Regions from separate parts of the Sus scrofa genome. Here region 1 is linked to region 2. The links are chromatin contacts, called in public Hi-C maps. All regions are on one chromosome and are shown on one strand. The core of a region is the stretch at or near the end of the contact, and the rest is flanking DNA. Distances in the headings are between cores, read along the strand shown.

Region 1 (4,023 bases), core at 767-3,266, 180 kb after region 2:
GCCAGGACTGTCAACTGGGGGCCCGGGAGCTGGTGTAGGGTGTGCGTGCCCTCACGGCTTCGCAGGCCAGGGCTGACCCGGAGGGAACGCGAATTCTTGAGCAGAAACCACATCGAGTTTCCCCGAGACCACTGGTCCCACACAGTGCACACAAATGTCCCAGCAAACGGGTGCGGACTCGAGTTCATAACCTCTGACCACACGGACTCCAGACCTACCCATTTCCCGAGAGCTGCTCATGCACCATCACCCACCTCACAGCAGCATCCACAGAGTGGAGCCACCCCTGCAGAGTGGACCGCCCGCCAGCAGGGCAAAGACACGTCTCAGCAGCAGCAGCAGCCCATCCCAGCCACCCCGCGAGCAGAAGGCAGCAGCAGCAGGCAGAATCCATGACAAGAGGCCACACAGAACGTATCCTACAGTCCACTTGGACTGGGTGTTTCTGACAGAGTGGGCACTCCCAATAACTAGCTTTAAAATTAAAGTGAAGGAGTTCCCTTCATGGCTCAGTGGTTAACAAACCCAACTATGATCCATGAGGATGCAGGTTCGATCCCTGGCTTTGCTCAGTGGGTTAAGGATCCGGCGTTGCTGTGAGCTGTGGTGTAGGTGGCAGACACAGCCCGGATCTGGCATTGCTGAGGCCGTAGCTGTGGTGCAGGCCGGCAGCTACAGTTCTGATTGGACCCCTAGCCTGGGAACTTCCATATGCCATGGGTGCAGCCCTGAAAAAACAAAACAAAATTAAATTAAAGTGAAAATTAACAGTACATTTTGCAAAGATCACCTGGCTCCACAGTTCTGCCCAACAACCCATTTCAGGCTACAAGTGCACATGTCAAAGCTATGAAAACCAATGTTTTTTCCCTAAATCTTTTCTTAATTTTTTTTTTGTTTTTTTGGGGGCTGCACCTGCAGCATATGGAGGTTCCCAGCTAGAGGTTGAATAGGAGCTGCAGCTGCCGACCTACCACAGCCACAGCAAGGCCAGATCCAAGCCGCAGCTGCGAAGGACACCACAGCTCACAGCAACACCGGATCCTTAACCCACTGAGTGAGGCCAGGGATTGAACCTGTGTCCTTATGGATGCTAGTCAGATTCATTTCCGCTGAACAACAATGGGCACTCCCTCCCCTAAATCATTTGAGAGCAAAACTTGATCTATTATAAAGTCATTTTGGGCAACACCTAACACGAACTGATGTGAGGCTAGCTGAAGACTTAATTATCCCACCGTGAGGACTCACTCCCTTAACTCCAGATACACGAATGCACTTGGTTATGCAACACTTTCCCAACTGCCCTGGCGGCGTGCCAGCTCAGAGAGAATACACAGGCTCTTCCTAGAACCTGAAGAATTCTGAAATTGTCAATACAGGTACCCAAGGGTTTTGGGTTTGGGATTTTCCACATATTTATACAAGACAGCCTGAATTCCCCCAGTCTAGGTTCTACGGTTGCTACTTGATGGGAACAACAGGTTTCTTAGCATTCCAGCTCAGAAAGGAGCTTCGCGAGCTTTAGAAACTGAAGCCAAGCCGCCGGTTCAGTTCAAGGGGAGGAAATCTACAGCTCCTAATCTCACTGGCACCTTGCACCTCCTGGTGTGTCTAGACAACAAGGGGAGCAGGTGCTTTGCACAACCACAGTGGCTGCTTCCATTTCCTTGTTCTTCATCCTGGGTGTTATGCCACAGGCACGAGCTTCCTTCTCTGTGTGACCCACTTCCCATCCCTCCCCTTCTGCACTGGCCCTGCCCCTGGCAGGAGGTGCATTCTCACCCCTCCCATCTCAGCTGGGCCCACCGTCTATCCCACCAGAGGAATCCCCTGCATTGCACTGTCCTTTGTTCATCAGAAAATGTGTCTTATTTAAAGTTCCACAAGGCAGAAATCACGTACTCTCCACTCTGAATTTCTTAAAGAATCAAAATACTTCCCTGGCATTTTCAGAATAAATGATTTGATCTGGGGGCAACTCTCGTTCTACCCCAGATATGAAAGAATACCACACTTCAGAACGTCACTAGCTCTGAAGAAGAGCCTGAGATCTTCTCACCAAATCACCCTCCAAATTCCTCTCTTCCTGACAGTGGAGCCAATGTGTGTGAGGATGCTAAGGGCAGAACACGCCTCAGGCCTTTGGAAACAGCCAGCCATTGTTCCACCTGAAATTGAGCACAAATGGCAGCAGGAATGTCCGCAGTGACTGGCTGAAGCTACAGCTCCGAGGGAAACCACAGCCATGTGCAGCTGTCCATGCAGCCACTCCCTCACGCAGGCTAAAGCAAGGAACACAGCCCCAAAGCCAACCGTGCCACGGCTAGGGGAAGCTCACACGCCCGCGTGATCCCCACTGGACAAAACAGAAAAACGCAGACAAGGAAACAGGACCGCGCCAACACTGGTGGGAAATTCTGTGTGAGGAAGGGAGGCGGGGTGCAGGAAGCAAGAAACAGCGTGCAGCAACACAGCCGACCACAGACTGACCAGCCCCGCGGCGAGGTTCTGTACGGATCCCAACTGCCGGGTCAGCTCGGGCCCAGAGAGGACCGGGGCAGAAGACGCTCCTATGGTAAGAGGGGGAACCCCGGCTACAGGACGCGGCGCTGTCTGTCCCAACACCCTCGCCTAAGGTCCCGAAACCTGAGAGGACCAGCCCCACGTCCACTGTCCCACCGCGGCCCTCGACGACTTATAACCCACCCCCCGGCCCCAGCGCGTGCCTCGGGACTCCAGCCTTTAGTCTTGCGGGTCCCCCTGCCTCCTTTCCGCTAAGGCCCCGCGCGCCAACCCCCGCCGGCCCACCACTCCTTCCCAGCGACACAGCCTCTCCTCCAGCCTCAGGTGAGCCTACACCTGCCGCCACGACCACCTTGCCCCAGCCTGACCCCAGCCTCCGACACGGAAGTGCCCGACCCCACACGGGCCTCCCCCTCGGCAGTCGCCTTCCGGCCAGCCGTGACCCTCCCCCTGCCCGCCTGGTCCTGCCCCGCGCCCCGGGCCGCGCGCCCCCGGCCCCCGCCTCACCCTCCGCCAGGACCCGCCGCACTCGCAGCCGCAGCTCGCCCATTTCCACCGTCTGCCCCACGAAGTCAGTCTGGTCGCGGCCGGCAGCACCCCCCAGGGAGCCCGGGCCCGCCAGGAAGTCGAGCGCAGACTGCAGCAGCGACATGGCTGCGGCCCGCGGCGGGCGCCGGACCGAGGGCTCAGCGTACAGCCGCGTCCGGGTCCACTCGGCAACCGCCGGCCGCGACCGCACCGCTTCCGCCCGACGCCTCCACGCAGGCGCGGGGGCGCGTCGCTGGCCGGAAGAGCGCCGGGCGTCACTTCCGCCGCGCCGGGCGGCTGCGAGTGCGCGGAGCTGGGCGTGGACGCGAGGGTGGGCCGGGTAACGGGCTTCTGGCGCCGAGCTCGAGGAGGGAGCCCGGCGCCCAACCGTTTGCACGCGGCGGTTTCCGCGGAGGCTGGTGTCCAGGGGCTCCCGGTGCCCGGCCGCGCAGAGCCGGTCTGTGTAAGCCGAGCGCCGGGGGGCCCGCGGCGTCCGTCTATTTATTGAGTTGGTTGCCTATAAAAGACCGAAAAGCATCATTTTAAAAGCTCAGTTTTGACGCTTCTGTGGAAAAATCATTTCTGGCAGCACTGGATCCAGAATCCCGTGTGTGACCCATCACCTAGAGCTTCCCCCCCCCCCAGGTAAGACGCTGCCACTTGCCTGACCCCCTTGGCGCGTTTGGCAGCCGGCCGCTTTCGGTAGGTTCTTGTCTGGCGTGTTCACCTCCAAACGGAGAAATGGAGCCACCGCCCCCGGTAGCATCTTAACCCTCCTAGAATTTCAAGCTATTAAAAGTCTCTTTCCGGGAGTTCCCGTCGTGGCGCAGTGGTTAACGAATCCGACTAGGAACCATAAGGTTGCGGGTTCGGTCCCTGCCCTTGCTCAGTGGGTTAAGGATCCGGCATTGCCCTGAGCTGTGGTGTGGGTTGCAGACGCGGCTCGGATCCCGTGTTGCTGTGGCTCTG
Region 2 (3,782 bases), core at 471-2,970:
TCTCAACAGAAAGGGGTGGCCGCTGCTAGCCCCTCAGAACTCACAGGCCAGGCAGACCACGTGGCCTCATAAACCCTTCCTGGGGCTGCACTGCCTTGGGTGCCCCCTTCCGCCAGTCACCAAGTCCCAGCCCCCCAGCAGAACTAGAGCTTCCTCAACCCAGCAGCCTCTCTGGCAGAGGGGGCTGGGGTGTAACAGGAAAGGCCACCCTAGCAGAGCCTGCTCCCTGGTTTTCCTTGACTCCTGCCCTCAGAACCATGCAGCCCCAAGCTTCGAGGTCCACGTGCAACAAGCCCTGGTGCTCACTTCGGCTGCCCTCTGCTAGGGAGGCAGAGGTGGCACTGGTGGGGCACTCTGCCCCTTCAAAGGAGTCTCCTCTAGCTCTGCAGCCACCCAGGGAAGACACAGCTTGGCCAGTCCAGGTGTGCAGAGGCGCTCCCCAGAGAGAGGCAGTGGTGGCCACAGAGCCTCCCAACTGAGCCTCCTGTGCTGACAATGGCATAGTTGCCATGGCAATGGGGCTGAGGCTCTGGTGAGAGGACCACCCGTCTCCTGGGCCCTGTGCTGCTCCAGGCATAAGTGCTCTTTGAGAGCCAGGGCTTGGGGAGGGGGTCATAAGAGTCCTGGCTGCACTGCAGGGGGGGGACTTTTTCCAAAGAGAAACTATGATTGTAAAGAGAATAGCATGCAGGGATGAAAACCCCAGGGCGTGTAGCAGGTGTTCAGTAAATCTGCACCGAGGAATTCCTGGGTCAGCCTCCAGGGGCCTGACAGAGGCTCCTCCCTCCCCACTTCCTGGGAGTCCTGGCTCCGGGCCTCCCAACCCAGAAAGGAGAAAATCAACTAGACTGGGAGTGGGAACACTGTGGCAGACTCTACAGGGCAGCTGGGCCCTTTTCTGAACCCTCTGAAGACTCCTGGCTGACACCGGCTGACATCTGGTGGCCTCTTCAGAGCCTGGGGTGAGCAGAAGCCCTCATGAACAGCCCCCCCCCCCCCCGACACACACACGCACACGCACACGCACACTCACACTCATTGATCCCTGAAAAAGCTGTAAGCACAGGCTGACCCCACAGGGCACAAAGCAAAACGCCTCCACTACCAACATGCCAGTCATGTGGCAAGGCTAAGCACCACCACCACACCCCCAGCCCGTGCATGCCAGTCTTGCCCTTGAGGGGTTGAGCAGATGACCTCAAGTGACAAATGTGTCTTCCCTTCCCTGGATTTTAAAATAAACCTACTCCTCAGCAATTCCTGTTTCCAGAATCAAAAATAAGTGTCTCTGGGGCTGAAGGTGGGGCCAGAGTGTTGGTGGGGGGGTCGCATACCAGTAGCTTCCACAGCAGGGGGTTGGGAGGTTGGTGACCAGTGGGAGACACACACAGGCACAGGAACTCACACCGAACTGCCCAGGAAAGCCCCCTGAAGGGGGAGGCCCATGTTGGCCCAGGGGGCTTCCTGGAGACACCGTGGCGGGGGGGGGGTCCAACCTGGCTCTGAACCCAGGGCCCTCCTGCTGACACCCCTGCACCTGTCAGGGCCAGCTGTCCATACTGAATCCCGATATTCTCCTAGGAGCCAGGCTCCATGGCTATCTTTAGTGCTGTGTTCAGCCCCAGGCCAGCCCCAGGAAGCCTCCCCAGGGGCTCAGCTAGCCTCTTCTGGCTGTCCCCGAATCAAGGTCTCCTGGACACAGACCCCACAGGCCTTCCCCACTCGATGTGGCACTCCCCACTCCTGCAGCCCAGCCAAGGTCAGTCCAGACCTGCCTGGCTGGAAGCGGTGGGGGTGCCTGTGCAGCCCAGGATCAGGCCACCCCCGTCTCTGTCACACATTCGCCCTTCAGGGGTTCTCCAGGCAGAGTCCCTGGGGAACTCCCAGGTCCCTCCAGGCAGGTCGTACACTCCTGGCCAGGCTTCTCAAATGGCGAGCTGCCCTGGGGATCACGTATGGCAGCACCTCAGGGGCACCAGGAGATAGAAGGTGTGGGCCCTCATCTTCCAGCTGCAGCAGGTGCCATGTGGTCCAGAGATGTGACCCTGGGGACCACCAATCAGAGATTGCCGCTCGTCCCAACCCCATCCAGACCTGGCTCTGGGAACCTTGTTTTCCAGGTGTGAGACTGGGGCCTCCCGACTGCCTCCTCCTCCTGCTCGGCCTGCAGGCCCCCGTCTTTCCCGCCAGGCTCTGCACCCCACCACCAAGGAACATCCTCCTCCCAGAAATGTTATCCCCCACGGAGTGCCTGGCGAGGAGCTCCCTGCCAGGGGACAGGAAGAGTGGCCCCAGGGCTGGAGTCAGGGCTTGGGACATCTCTGCCACCAAGGCGGAAGGTGAGGGCACACAGAACATGCCTGGAGAACACTTGGTAACTGGCCACCAGGGCCTTTCACAGCAAACCTGGGGACCTTGTCCCTTCCTCTGGCTTCTGCAGCTTCAGGCCATTGGCCCACATGCAGGTGGCCCTGGCGATGCACAGAATCTACAAGAGCAAAGGCTCCAGGGTGAGGGGCAGGTGAGGAAATGCCTTCGAGGCTGGGGGCCTGTTGGGCGGGGAAGGATGGGGCAGCTGACTCACTGCTGGCTGTCGAAGCTCACTCTGCAGTTGTCCCTGGGGGAGCCTTGATCCTGCCCTTGTAGGGAGTGGTGGCTGGAGTCTGAGCTGTCCTGGGGGACTGGGTAGGAGCTTAAGACAGGTGTCATGGGCACGGAGGGCACAGACCATCCCACCAGGCAGATCCAGGCATGGTGAGTGTGCTGTGTGCACACTTGTGTGTGTGTTTGTACATGATGTGCATGCGTGGCTGTGGGCACCTCACATGCGTGAGTTTTGTCTGAGTGTGTTGACTTTGTGCACATATATGAGAGTATGCATGTGCTGAGGGTGGGAGCAGATCTACACCCTTTGACAGCCTTGGTGACAGCTGGGGCTGGGAGATGGGAGTCCTGGGCTTCGCCCCAGTGGGACTCTCAGAACGAGCCTATCCACTCGCTGGCCATCTGCGTGGTTCGTTTGCTCCTGGTCCTCCTTGCTGGATGGCAGAAAGAGCAGGACATAGTTCAGGATGAACCCGGGGCACAGTGCTCCTCAAGGAGTCCTCTGACCATGCCAAGCATTTGCAGCTGCTCCAGCCCAGAGACCTGGGCTTGGGAGCCCCCTGGAGCCCCAAGTGCCTCCATCCACTTTACCTCTGCATTGTTTCCCAAATGCCTGGGTGCCCCCGAGGAGACCCTCAGGCAGGCTGGGGGGGCCCTCAGCCTTGGCGTTCTCATCTCAGGCCAGCAGGAAGACCAAGAAGAAGGAAGGGGGTGCCCTGCGGGCCCAGAGGGCGTCATCCAATGTCTTCTCCAACTTTGAGCAGACCCAGATCCAGGAGTTCAAGGAGGTGAGGTTCTACTCGGGACCAGGAACCCTCCACCCTGAAGCTCCTGCCCAAGGGGACCCCTGGGAGTCATAATGCAGGTGACAAGACCCTGCATGATTCTGGATCCAGAGCCAATGCGGGGGCACCTGTCCTCATTCAGTGCAGCCGGGCCGACAGCCCAGTGACCCTGGCCTTGGTTCCAGGCATTCACACTAATGGATCAGAACCGAGATGGCTTCATTGACAAGGAGGATCTGAAAGACACCTACACTTCCCTGGGTACGTGCCCTGGGGAGAACTCTGCCTCAGCCCCCCCCCCCCCCAGGAGTGTCCTCCAATCCCAGAGAGCCTCCCTCTGCCTCTGGCCCCGAAGCCTGATCTGACTGCCCACTGGCCAAGAGGAGATGCGCC

Evidence for each region. A called contact is a pair of places that touch in the nucleus more often than the background predicts.
Region 1: a contact with region 2 is called in a Hi-C map of liver, with 4 times the contacts expected there. The contact joins the promoter of TMEM175 here to the promoter of MYL5 in region 2. A contact is called at or near these places in 1 of 47 Hi-C or Micro-C datasets (liver) and 1 of 2 datasets of contacts at active chromatin or transcription factors (alveolar macrophages).

What each region holds. Positions count from the first base shown.
Region 1 is chr8:293,677-297,699 of Sscrofa11.1, forward strand. TMEM175 (endosomal/lysomomal potassium channel TMEM175) reads left to right here and starts at 2,017. Exons shown (of 11, transcript XM_021100844.1): 1 at 2,017-2,578. It overlaps GAK (cyclin-G-associated kinase), which reads right to left and starts at 3,313. Exons shown (of 28, transcript XM_021100831.1): 1 at 3,034-3,313. The coding sequence starts at 3,178.
Region 2 is chr8:114,266-118,047 of Sscrofa11.1, forward strand. MYL5 (myosin light chain 5) reads left to right here and starts at 1,721. Exons shown (of 7, transcript XM_021100822.1): 1 at 1,721-2,754; 2 at 3,285-3,392; 3 at 3,575-3,650. The coding sequence starts at 2,752.